Linked DNA regions of Mus musculus: region 2 is linked to region 1. A link is a contact called in public Hi-C data. All regions are on one chromosome and are shown on one strand. Each heading gives the region's core, a stretch centred on a gene start, on an enhancer-like site or on the middle of the called end of the contact. The rest is flanking DNA. Distances are from core to core; before and after follow the strand shown.

What was found. A called contact is a pair of places that touch in the nucleus more often than the background predicts.
Region 2: a Hi-C map of myocytes shows a contact between it and region 1, with 9 times the contacts expected there. The contact joins the promoter of Septin2 here to the promoter of Hdac4 in region 1. A contact is called at or near these places in 1 of 39 promoter capture datasets (pre-B cells) and 1 of 484 Hi-C or Micro-C datasets (myocytes).

What each region holds. Positions count from the first base shown.
Region 1 is chr1:92,177,474-92,183,126 of GRCm38.p6, reverse strand. It overlaps Hdac4 (histone deacetylase 4), which reads left to right and starts at 2,786. Exons shown (of 27, transcript NM_207225.2): 1 at 2,786-2,869.
Region 2 is chr1:93,475,989-93,481,641 of GRCm38.p6, reverse strand. It overlaps Septin2 (septin 2), which reads right to left and starts at 2,649. Exons shown (of 13, transcript NM_010891.2): 1 at 2,574-2,649. It also overlaps a transcript of Hdlbp not described here.

The DNA of each region.
Region 1 (5,653 bases), core at 1,537-4,036:
AGATATGCCCATTAACAGTTTTTTTTAAAGTATTTTTTAAATGCTTAGGTATTTCTCTTCTTCATGAGATAGAAATTCATTATTTTCAAATTATTAGCAGTTTGCATTCCATCTTCTTTTTCCACTGACTTGAAAAGCCATCTTCATTACTTTTTAAGTCTCTAGAGGATTAATATTACAAATAACTAACAACTGGTCCGTCCTAGGCCTTGGCTCAGAAGGCTGCTCACCAGTGACAGATGGGACAGACAGGTCCATCAATTTCCACCCCAAAGTCTATTCATTTTCTGGGAGCAATTTTACCTTCATTCTTCTTCTTGACTGTTCTTACCTGCTCATCTTTTCAATCATGCCACTCTCAGTTGCTTTTGAAGCTATACTTAGGTATTTACAGTATTCTCTGGTTGATACAACTGGGAATTTTCTGCTATGTGTTCTAAAGTCATGTGTTTAACCCACATACTCAGTGCACATTCACTGCTGCTGTTAGTATGTCTGTAAGTTTTTTCCTTTCTAGGTGGCTAGTGATCAAACCCAGAGTCTTGAGCATGTATCTTACCACCCAGCTTAGACTGGTTCTACTTCCAAGTTCTGAGATCCTGGGATTATAGGCGTGCCCATTTGGCTGAGCCTGACCTCTCTCCATATTGGGGAGGAAACGAAGTCTTGTTTGTGCCAGTCAGGTGTGCTCTATCTTTAGTCGGAAAGTAGTTTTTGTGTTTAAATCCACCCCCCCTTTTTTTATTGGATATTTTCTTTATATTTCAAACATTATCCCCTTTCCTGGTTTTCCCCCTCCCAGAAACTTTCTATCCTACCCCCCCTCCCCCTTTTTCTATGAGGGTGTTCCTCCACCTACCCATCCACTCCCACCTCCCCACCCTCGATTCTCCTACACTGGGGCATCTATCCAGCCTTCATAGGACCATTGATGCATGACAAGGCCGTCCTCTGCTACAAATGAAGCTGGAGCCATGTGTACTCCTTGGTTGGTGGCTTACTTCCTGGAAGCTCTGGGGGGTGGGGTCTGGCTGGTTGATATTGTTGTTCTTCCTAAGGTTTTGTGTTTAATTTTTAATTGGTGGGCTTCTACTAATTCTTGGGTGTTTTTGTATTAGAGGTCTGTTTTTATTTCTGATCTCCTGGTTTCTAACACCAAGCCTCTGTCTGAGAATGGGACTCTGTAAAGCCCTATAGAAACCCTGGTGGTACTGGGGTGCCCTTCCCCTACTCTTTGTTTGCTGCTAGAGCTTTTTCTATGTACCAATCACAATTCTGTGAGGTCTAATCAGCACAGAGCAATACTCCCCCGACCCTGGAACCGAACCATATCATTTCAGAGTAACTGCATCTAAGATTATATTCCAGCACTTTCTCATGGCACTTTTGTTTAGGGTTGTCTTTACTCAGTACTCACCAAATCTGTGATTATTGCATGTCTTTATCCTTTCAAGTACTTCTGAACTTCATGTTTCATCTAAATGTTAGCAGGCTGCAGATCCTGCATTATTTTGTATGTAAATTTGGTAGTGTACTTTTCTATAAGCAGCTGCACTAGCACTCCTAAGTGCGGTCATTTTCTTCTGCTCTTTTCTATTCCACAATTCATCCCTTGGCTTCACAGCTGAGCTATCCTAGAGTATGAATTTCTCCCAGTGAATGAAGCTTTCTAACTCAGTATTACCTTGAGATAATGAAAAGAATCTATTGCTTCTTGCGAATTGTTTTACCTTCAATTTTCCCCCAGTCATGGAACAAAAATGCTATTAAATCTCTACTCAACTCCTATCAGGCAAGGCCTAGTAAATAGGTCAGCATCCTAGGTCAGGCCATGTAGGGTGGACCAGATGCTCTTGTCTTCGTTTTGGATGTGGGATTCTGGAAATATCATGGACACAGGATGAGAAATTGCACTACTCTCCTGATGAAAGGAAATGGACCCAAGGGAGCCAGAAGGATGGCCTTTCACGCCCATCCACATTCGTGAACGCCAATTATAGGCGCTTGGCCCAGGTCTAGAAGAACCTCAGAGAAGGGGTGGTCCCAACAAACCGGGACGCCGTGGCGGCGAACCAAGAATACACCTCCGCAACAGCAGCGGTCCCAGAACCCCCAGTTCCCACGGCCACGCAAGGCCCCACAGTCACAGCCGCACCCCCAAGCGGCGCGCCTGCCCCGGGGCAGGGCGGGGCCCGCCGCGCCTGCGCACTCCCTCTGGGCTCGGCGTCCCCCGCACGCAGCCCACGTGATCTGTGCCTTGCCTAAGATGGAGGTTGCCGCCAGGCCCGGCCGGGCCCTCGCCTTAGTCTGTGCTCTTCCGCGCCCCCTTAGAGCATGAGACAGGCGCTCAGGCACACTGTATTGACCCGGGCAGCGCCGCGGGCTGCCAAGGAGGTCTGTCCACGGCTTCAATCAGTTCGCGCACCAGCTCCCTGCTCTTTCTAAAACAGCAAAAGCTCTCAGAGCGGGCGCCTGGAGAGTCTTCGGTACGCCCCGCTCATTAGAATTGACAATGCTGGGAGCCAATGGGGTTTGGAACTTTTGAGAAGGGCGGACGAAGGCGGAGCCCCTTCGCAGCGCCCGCGAAGCGGGGCTGGCTGTTGGGCTATTGTGGGGCGGACTTAGGACTCTCGGACCAATGGAAGGGCGGCTGAATTCTTGGAGGCGGGGCCGAGCCGTAATTGACGCTTTCTTCATTAGAAACCAGGCAGGGGGCGGCGCCCACGGGGGGAGGTGACGCAAAGCCGTTGTAGCCAATGGCTGGTGGGCCGCCGACGGGAGGGGCGGGGCTGGGGCGCCTGACGGGCGTAGGGCGCGGCCTATCCCCGCGCGGCTCTGCGCTCGAGGGGGAGCAGCATCATGGTTCAACGTGGGTCAATTTTTTGTGAATGAGGAGGGGAGGTTGTGGGGCCGCTGCCGCGGAGCACCATCCCCGCCGCCGCCCGAGCCCGAGCCCGCGCGCCTGCTCGCGCCGCCGCCGCCGCGCCGCCTCACGCCCGGCCCGCTCAACGCGGCTGCTGTCGCCGTCGCCGCCCGAGCCCGCCCGCCCGCCGGCGGCGGCGCAGGCTGAGGAGATGCGGCTCGGAGCGCCGGAGCAGGGCTAGACGCGGCCCGCCGCCGCCGCGGTAAGCCACCGGCCGTCATTGTCCGCGCCGCCCGGTTGCTGGCGGCAGGTGGACGCCCGGCCCCGCCGAGGCCTCGGGGCCCTGCGCCGCGGGCTGGCGGGCGGGAGAGCGGCCTGCGCCGGCGGGCGGGCAGGTGGGCGCGCGGGGGCGGGGGCCGGGGCGTTTATGTAACTTTGTCAGCCTGTGAGTTTGCAGAAAACGCCCCTCGGCGGCGGCGGGCGGCGGGGCGGGGGCCGCGGCCGGGCCCGGACCGTCGCTGGGCTGGCGAGGAGCTGCGCTAGCCCCGGAGACGACCGGTGTCCACCCTGAGCGAGGGTTCCGAAGGCACAGCTTGTAGCTCACACAGCGGGAGTCGGTCGGAAAGGCCGGGTGTGGAACCCGTGTTCTCCTTTAATGCACACCGAGAATTTGTTAATAACTTGCAGCCGCTGATAGCAGTGTTTTGGTTATTGCATGCTGTAAATTGACCTGCTGTGACACGATTTTCAAATAAAGCGTCGCAGAAATTAAACTTAAGTTATTTTAGAACTAATGACTTTCTTAACTAAATCCTAATTGCATTACTGTAGAGACCTACCTAATTGCTTTCCGAGAGCCACTCTGCCTGCCCGGGGAGGAAGGAAAGGCCTGTGTAGTCACTTTGCCTCCCTGCTTTTCTCTGCTCAGGCTTTTCTGTCTGTTCCCACAAACCACCTAAGCATTTAAGGCCTGCGAGTATTAACGTGTAAACAGCCATGGCCCTGTCGCACTTTGGGGCTAGGGGGATGCTGGCGGCTTGCACCTTGACCTGGTTTCGGTTTTTCCTCCGTGATATGATCGAGGTTGCCAGGAGTTTTAATTGCTTCTGATAATTCCGTGCATTATTTCAGGACCGGCTTGATGAAAGCTAGTGTAGTGGTTTCAAAATCCACCCAGAAAGAAGGTGATGGTGGTGGTGGTGGTGTAGGTAGGTGTAGTGCTTGTGGAGAGGCAAGGAGGTTGAATTAAGAAAACTCAGCTGCTTGTACACAAATATACACTATAGCAGTTACAAGGCAGCAAAAGTTATTGCAGAATTTTGCAGTCACTATGGCAACACAATTACTCCATTATAATTGGAAATGCAAAATGCCACCCAGTTAGAAGTTTCATCAGGATGGAGTTTTGGATATCAAAAAATATGTGAGATTTAGTTAAAAATTCTCATTTTTTTCCCCCAGGTAGCTTTGCAGCTCTAGTCTAGGTTCAATTGTCTATTTTTAAGACCCATCCGCTTTCCCAGATCTGCCACTCCTCGGGATCTGTGGCATCTTTCCCCAGAAGAACTCCCCGTTTGTGTGGGAGGGAAGTATTTTCATGCTTTAAAAACACACACCCGACACACTGTAAGACTTCTATGGTTTTCTGTGTTCTGGCTTTTCTTTTAAAGATCAAATGCCTTCCTGAAGAGCAGTAATCACCCAGAAGAGGCTGGGTTTGCTAGAAGGCAGAGGTAACACTGCCCCCTTTAGGGGTCTGCAGGCTGCTTACAGGGTATCTGGGAGCCCTGTGGGGGAGAAGAATGACTGTGAACTGCAGACGGGGCCTGGATAGCCTAGAGACCAAGGACAGATGTGACCTAAGCAGCCCTAGCAAGAATGTCTGTGGTTAGCAACATCAGAGAGCTGTGCAACATATAAAGCCCCCAGATGGCACCTTCTCAGAAGCTAGGGGCTGCTGCTGGTGAGGTGGGCAAGAGAACATAGCACTCTATCTTCCTGGGGCTCCTGGCTCCTAGCTTGACTTTGCTTTCAAACCTGTGTTAGGAGGATGTCCCTCTTGATGTTTACCAGAAGAGCTCTGGTGCTGGAAGTTTCCACACGTCGTGGGGCTGCTGCAGCTTAATTTCGTTAGAACTCTTTCCTTTTAACTACTGCATATTTTTGCCCAGTAATCGACTTCCATTTTCCAGCCTCATTGTGAGGTTTCAATGCAGCATGAACGGCTTTGAATTCCAATCCTTTGATGTTGGGGGTGGCACCAAAGGAAAGGCGACTTTGTGCCGTCCTAATTGCCAGAGCAGAAGAAAATTTCATCACTCCTGTCAAGCCTTGTCCATGCCATTTTCTATTGAAAACGGCTGGTTTTTCAGAACTCTGAAGCTGCCATAAGTAATACATTAATACCTGATGTAGGGAGCCAGGGAGATGCAGAAATGAGAGACACCTGCTGCACGGGAAGATTGGGGTGGCGTGGGGGGGCTCAGTCCCAGGACCAGGGCTTTTGATGTCTCTGGGCCCTGGGGTGACTATGCAGGCTTCAGAGGGTGAATCCAGAGTTGAGCTCATGTCCCATTGGTTGTAACCCAGTCTTGGGGTAGGGGCCCCAAAGAGATTTTTGGAGTGGCTTTGTCTTGGTCTCCAGTGACCATCCAGTGTCCTGCTGCTCAGCCAACTCTGGGCCTTAAGTGTGACACTGACCTTTGAGGTGCAGGTGACGGAGGGGGGCAGAATCAGAAGTGCTGCTGCATTTGAACAGACCCTAGTCCATTTCTGCAGAGTGCTCTGAGC
Region 2 (5,653 bases), core at 1,400-3,899, 1.3 Mb before region 1:
AAGAGTAGTTTCCAATATCAGTTTCCTTTCTTTCAATAAGTACTGAGGGTTGGAGAGATGGCTGAGCTGTTAAGAGCACTGACTGTTCTTCCAGAGATTCTTGAGTTCAATTCCCAGCAACCACATGGTGGCTCACAACCATCTGTAATGGGATCCGATGCCCTCTTCTGGTGTGTATGAAAACAGTGTACTCATATAAATAAAATAATAAATAAATAAATAATAAGCATCCTGATGCACAACACAAGCACAGATTGGAGAATACATACAATGATTCTTCAATACAGAGATTGCTAGGCTATGAATGTTACCCTATACCCAAACATAACTTGTATTCTAGTCTCAATGATTTTCTAACAATGTATTAAACATAACAAAAAGGGGTTTTAGTTTTTGTTGTTTGGGGGGTGGGGCGGGACATGTAATAAGGAACCAGAAATCTTGCATTCAGGGCAAGCACTTGACCAAGTGAACTAACTACACATCCCTAGTAATGTCAAATGTTAACTGAAAGATGAATACTGAATTTCTAAAGCACTTGGTTTTTAGTGAGAAAACCTTGTCCATTAACATACTGCTAGGTACAGATCGAAGATCAGTTAGATCCCCCATATCAAAGATATATAGTCAAACTAGAATTTTATTCTTTCACATTGCATATTTCAGATGTCAGAAGTTATTAAGTTCCTTACACTTGACCCACGGCTTCTTTATATCAGAGAGTAACACTATCACCCAATTATGAGTCAAAAGATGACTAGGTGAACAAGACCCATTTTTGCAAGTGGCATTTATAATAATGGAATACTCAAAGGACCCATCATTCATGTACACAAATTTTTACATTTGTATACATTACCCCTAATCCCCAAAGACTCCTCAGTGTAGGATCCTGAAGAGCTTTTATCCAAAGAGCCTAGACTCTCTTGCCATTTAGATTTCTTAGATTTGAAGACTGTACAAGCACATTATGCAAGACAACACTCTTAATGGAGCTTGGAGCAGCAAGCCACAAACAAAGGGAGCTTAATTACATTCACGATTGATAATAGAGGGAGGCCCCACCTCCTTTCCCTAGGCTACCCAGCAAACCCAGAAGGAGAAGCTCTTGTTCTTTACTGACCTCTGGTGCTCTGTAAAGGGGGGGGGGGGGGGGACACTAGGTGGAAAAATGATAAAAAAGGATCAGGACAACTTTTAAAACTAAAAAAATCATCCCCAAAATTAGATATAGCAGCACACACTGACAGTTTGAATGCTGGGTATTGCAAAGAATTCCTGAATGGCAACTACCAGAAAAGCCATTGAAAATAAGGAGTCTCAAATTAGAAGCATCATGAAGAAACAGCCTTTATGACCTCTTCAAAACTCCTGTTTTTCCTTATGTTAACAAGACGGATTTTAAAAATGTATCTAAGATACTAAAACAATTTTCACTACTAAGGAAAAAAAAAAAAAAACAAAAAACCTAAGTTTTTTTTCTAGACAGGGTTTCTCTGTATAGCCCTGGCTGTCCTGGAACTCACTTTGTAGACCAGTCTGGCCTCGAACTCAGAAATCCATCTGCCTCTGCCTCCCAAGTGCTGGGATTAAAGGCGTGCGCCACCACGCCCGGTTGAAAACCTAAAACTTAAATCCCTTGATAGACAGTAGGGACCCCAATATTTGACGCCAGAGAAACACTTAAACCGTCTAAAGGATATCGAATCCAGTGAGAGTCCTAACTAATAACAAGCAGCGAACAGGAACTACACAACAGATAAACATTAGACAGAGAATGTTCGAGATTAACTGCGCTCCAGACACGAGGAGTAAACTGGGTTAAAACCAGCCATAGAGACCACAACGGTCTGAACTAGAAGTTCTATGTGTTGAAAGTCTGGAAACGTAGTACAGGACAAGGCAAGGCGCCACTAACAAATGAGGCCGGAAGATACAAAAGGGCCAGGCGTGGTCTGGGCCTGCGGTCCGCTTCAGAGTTAGACTTCATGGCTTCTCAGTCAAAGGCCTCCACTCCATGCTCCCTTTCCCGTGTCACTTACAGGGCTGCAGCCCTTTGTCTAGCGTCGCACTACCTCGGGGAAGGCCACAGCAGACAAACCACTCCATAACGCTCCTGTCACTGCCTTAAATTGGGGAACTTCATTAACATCCCAGGGTGACTAGTCCTTTTCATCCCTAGGACGAAATGGCACCGTTACGTGGGAAGATGGCCCCGCAAGTGCTTCGTAGATGTGAACCTAACGCCCGACTCTCCACCACATAGTATTTGGACTGTGCGCCATAACTTCACTGGGCCCAGCCACGCCCGCCCCAATGCCCTGGACCTGGCCAGCAGGATCACCCAGATGGGGGCCGCCCGTCCAGTTGTCCTCGAAGGGACGACGCCAGCCAGGCATCCATCGCTGGAGCCCCGGACTAAGGGTGCGGCCGCCCCTCCCCCACGCGCTCACTTCCGTACCCGTTATCACCGCCTAGGCGGCCCGGGCGAGGGCAGAACTCTAGCCCTTTCTCAGGACAGCCAGCTCAACTCGAGCCCGCGCGACAGTGGGTACACATTGCCACACACTTACCCGCTCACACGCCGGAGAACGCTCGTCAGGCGAGAGCACGGACCTGCCCCGCCCAGTAGAGCGCGCGCGAACAGATGGCGTCATCGCGCCGTCCCGCCCCTTGCCAACTCCTTCCTGGGCCCCGAGTAGTCCCCTCCTCCGCGGTTGCATGCAGAGCGCAAGCGTGGACGCGATCCTGCCGTCCGCCTCTGCGCAGGCGCTGTGCCCCTCCCACGGCGGTTGGCCATATAGAGGCTGGGGGCGGGGGGAGGTCAAGCGTAGCCTCTTCTCCTTTACCAAGATGGCGTCTTGTTCCTGTTTCGCCACAGTTCCTACCTTATGAGCTTGGATTCCTCACGCTAATAAAAGAGGAGCAGGTAACGAGATTCTCCGCTTTATGGGAAACTAGAGTTGTGGGAAGGATATTTACTAAGGAGGAATAAGGTGTCCATTGAGAGCGAGAGACGACCGGGGGCGGGCAGGTGGCAGCGTGAGTGCGGAGCAGTGAAGGGGAGGGAGCCCTTTGCCTCTATCCTTTCCTCCTGGAAGATGGCGGCAGCACCGAGCTAGGAACACCGAGCCGGGATAGGCGGGCGCTTGTGACTTGCCGGCGGGCATCTCTAGCCGCCTCTGCGGCCGTCTCTATGGCGGGCTGTCGTCCCGGGATTGGCTACGTGCTGGTCACGTGGGTCTCCCCCCCCCCATGCACACCATAGAGTGGTGCCTGTCCCTGGGGACGTGGCCTTCCTGTGTGGTCGTGAGCCCATGCCCCGCGGGGGAGGGCGGAGCCGGCACGGCCCCCTACCCTCTTTCAGACTGGGGCGGGCGGAGAGATCTGCGGCATGCCCTGCTCTCTGCGACCGGCTTGAAGCTGGCTGGGAAGGTGCAGTACTGGGCTGCGGCCTGGCTCGGGTTGTCCTTCCCTTCAATCGCAGGAGGTCCCCTGGCTGGTCAGCGATCGTAAACTCCTACCTTAGGCCTTTCACCAAGGCCTTTCTATAGGAAAACACCCTAGAGTACCTCCCCAGAGAAGAAACAGCAATCGCGCAACCCTAGTGGGTGATATGCACAGTGTCGGTATTCCGAACTGTTCTGACACATGCCTTGTTGTGAGGGAGTGGTTTTTTTGTGCGTTATTACTTTGAGTAAAGTATCCCAGTGCTCGAGGCTACACTGCATATCCTGTCTGAATTAGAAGATTGGAGGGTCGACTGGGCATGTGTTTGCATACGATATAACTGAACCAAAGGAGACTGTCTTGGGTTTTATTATCTTTACAGACAAGGATAAAGCATGGGGAAAATTGGAGGGTTATAATCTTCACTTACAACTTGGCTCGCCCTTCAGCTTTGGGTTTTGCTAGTCACCTTAAGCTCTCAAACAATGACTTCACATATTTGTTGGTGTCCATTTAAAGAGCCACTTTCTTAGTAACTTTCTGAAGCCCAGTTAAACCAGTCACAAAATTTTGTTTGAAGCTAGTAGTAGCTACAAGCTAAATTTCTATTATGGAATCGGGTGTGAATAGGAAAACACTGGGTGAAACCTATTGCTTAAGCTTACGTTTTGAAGATTTAAAGTACCCATAGGCTAAATTTGTTAATTATGTTAGCTATGGGGATACTTAAAAGCAGTCATTTAATGTAGCTCTAAAAGGGGCTTTGGGCTTTTGTTTTGTTTTTAAGTGAATTACTACTTATGGATTCAAAACAACTCTTAACCTATTATGACATCTTTAAACTTAGAGATAATGGAGCATATCTTTTCCAGTCTCAGAAATAGTATTTTTGAAAACCAGTTAAGTAATTTCCAATGGCACCCAAGCTTTGTTGGTAGCGTTGGTTAGAGGCCTGCACTGCTTAGACACTTACTTCATCTTGAGAATACCCGAAAGAGGCAGACAGGTCAGAATAGACAGGGACACACACAAGCAGATCCTTATTTTTTTCCTCTCTCTCTTGTGGGCAGGCCCACTTCTCAGTGGCCAAATAGGCTTTCAAGTACATTTCTTTTAGTTTTATTTTGACCTTCTAAATGTCTAATATCAGCCTAATAACCTCATTTCTTTAACATTAAAGAGCCGAGTGCCACACATGTTAGGGATTCTGGGGGTGCAGAGATAGAAAAACATCATTTTTCCCTTTTTTCTAGCTCTTTATGATTTCCTGTAGAAGATAACACTTGCGAAAGAAAGCTTATTTTGCAGGCTAATTTGTACCATAATGAGAGTATATAAAAGAAATAGAAAATAGACTATGATTACTTACTGCAAAGCCCATAGTGGAAATATGTAAAAGAGATAGGAAGTAGACTATGATTACTTGTTGAAAATCCTTCATAAAGAATGTGATTGTAAATCAGTAATCCAGCGCTTTGTATTGTGGAGTAATCAGCACTGTGTATTGAAAGATCAGGAGGTCAGTGTCAGCTCTTCTACATAGTGAGTTCAAGGTCTGCTTGACCTACAGGATACCCTGTCTCCCCGCTCCTCCCCCAAAAATATAATGGTCCTGAAACTGGAGTTTAAAGAATGATTACAGAGTATTTCCAGGTAGAGTTGGCAGGAAGGAGTGTTGTAAACAGAAAGAGTAGGGAAGGGAAGGTATAATATTATAGCCAATGGCATACAGCAAAAGGTTGAGAATTGGACAAACATATGGTTAACTTCTTGAATGGTAGAGGGCTTAGCTGAGATTGTATGAAGATGTCTTAATGGTGTATATTCAGTACCTTCTCAGTCTGACAGGTTGGACAGGATTATGACCATTGAGATGACCTATGATACTTTGTAAGATAGATTCTTCATTGCCAATATATGTATTTAGACAAATCTCACATAAAATAAAAAGCAACCTTTGAAAAGAAACAGCTACACACCAGAAATGGTAGAAGGTATGTGTCTATAATTCCAACACTTGGGAGGCTAATCAGGTAGATGTAGAGATTCAAGGCCAGCCTGGGCTACAGAGTATAACTATGCCTCCTAATACTTAACTTGATTCTAGAAGCTCTGTTAGCTCTGATGAACAGAAAGAGATGCAACACTCTTGATGAGTCGTGGCCACACTTAGTTCTTGTCCCAGGTTCTTTGAGACAGCGAA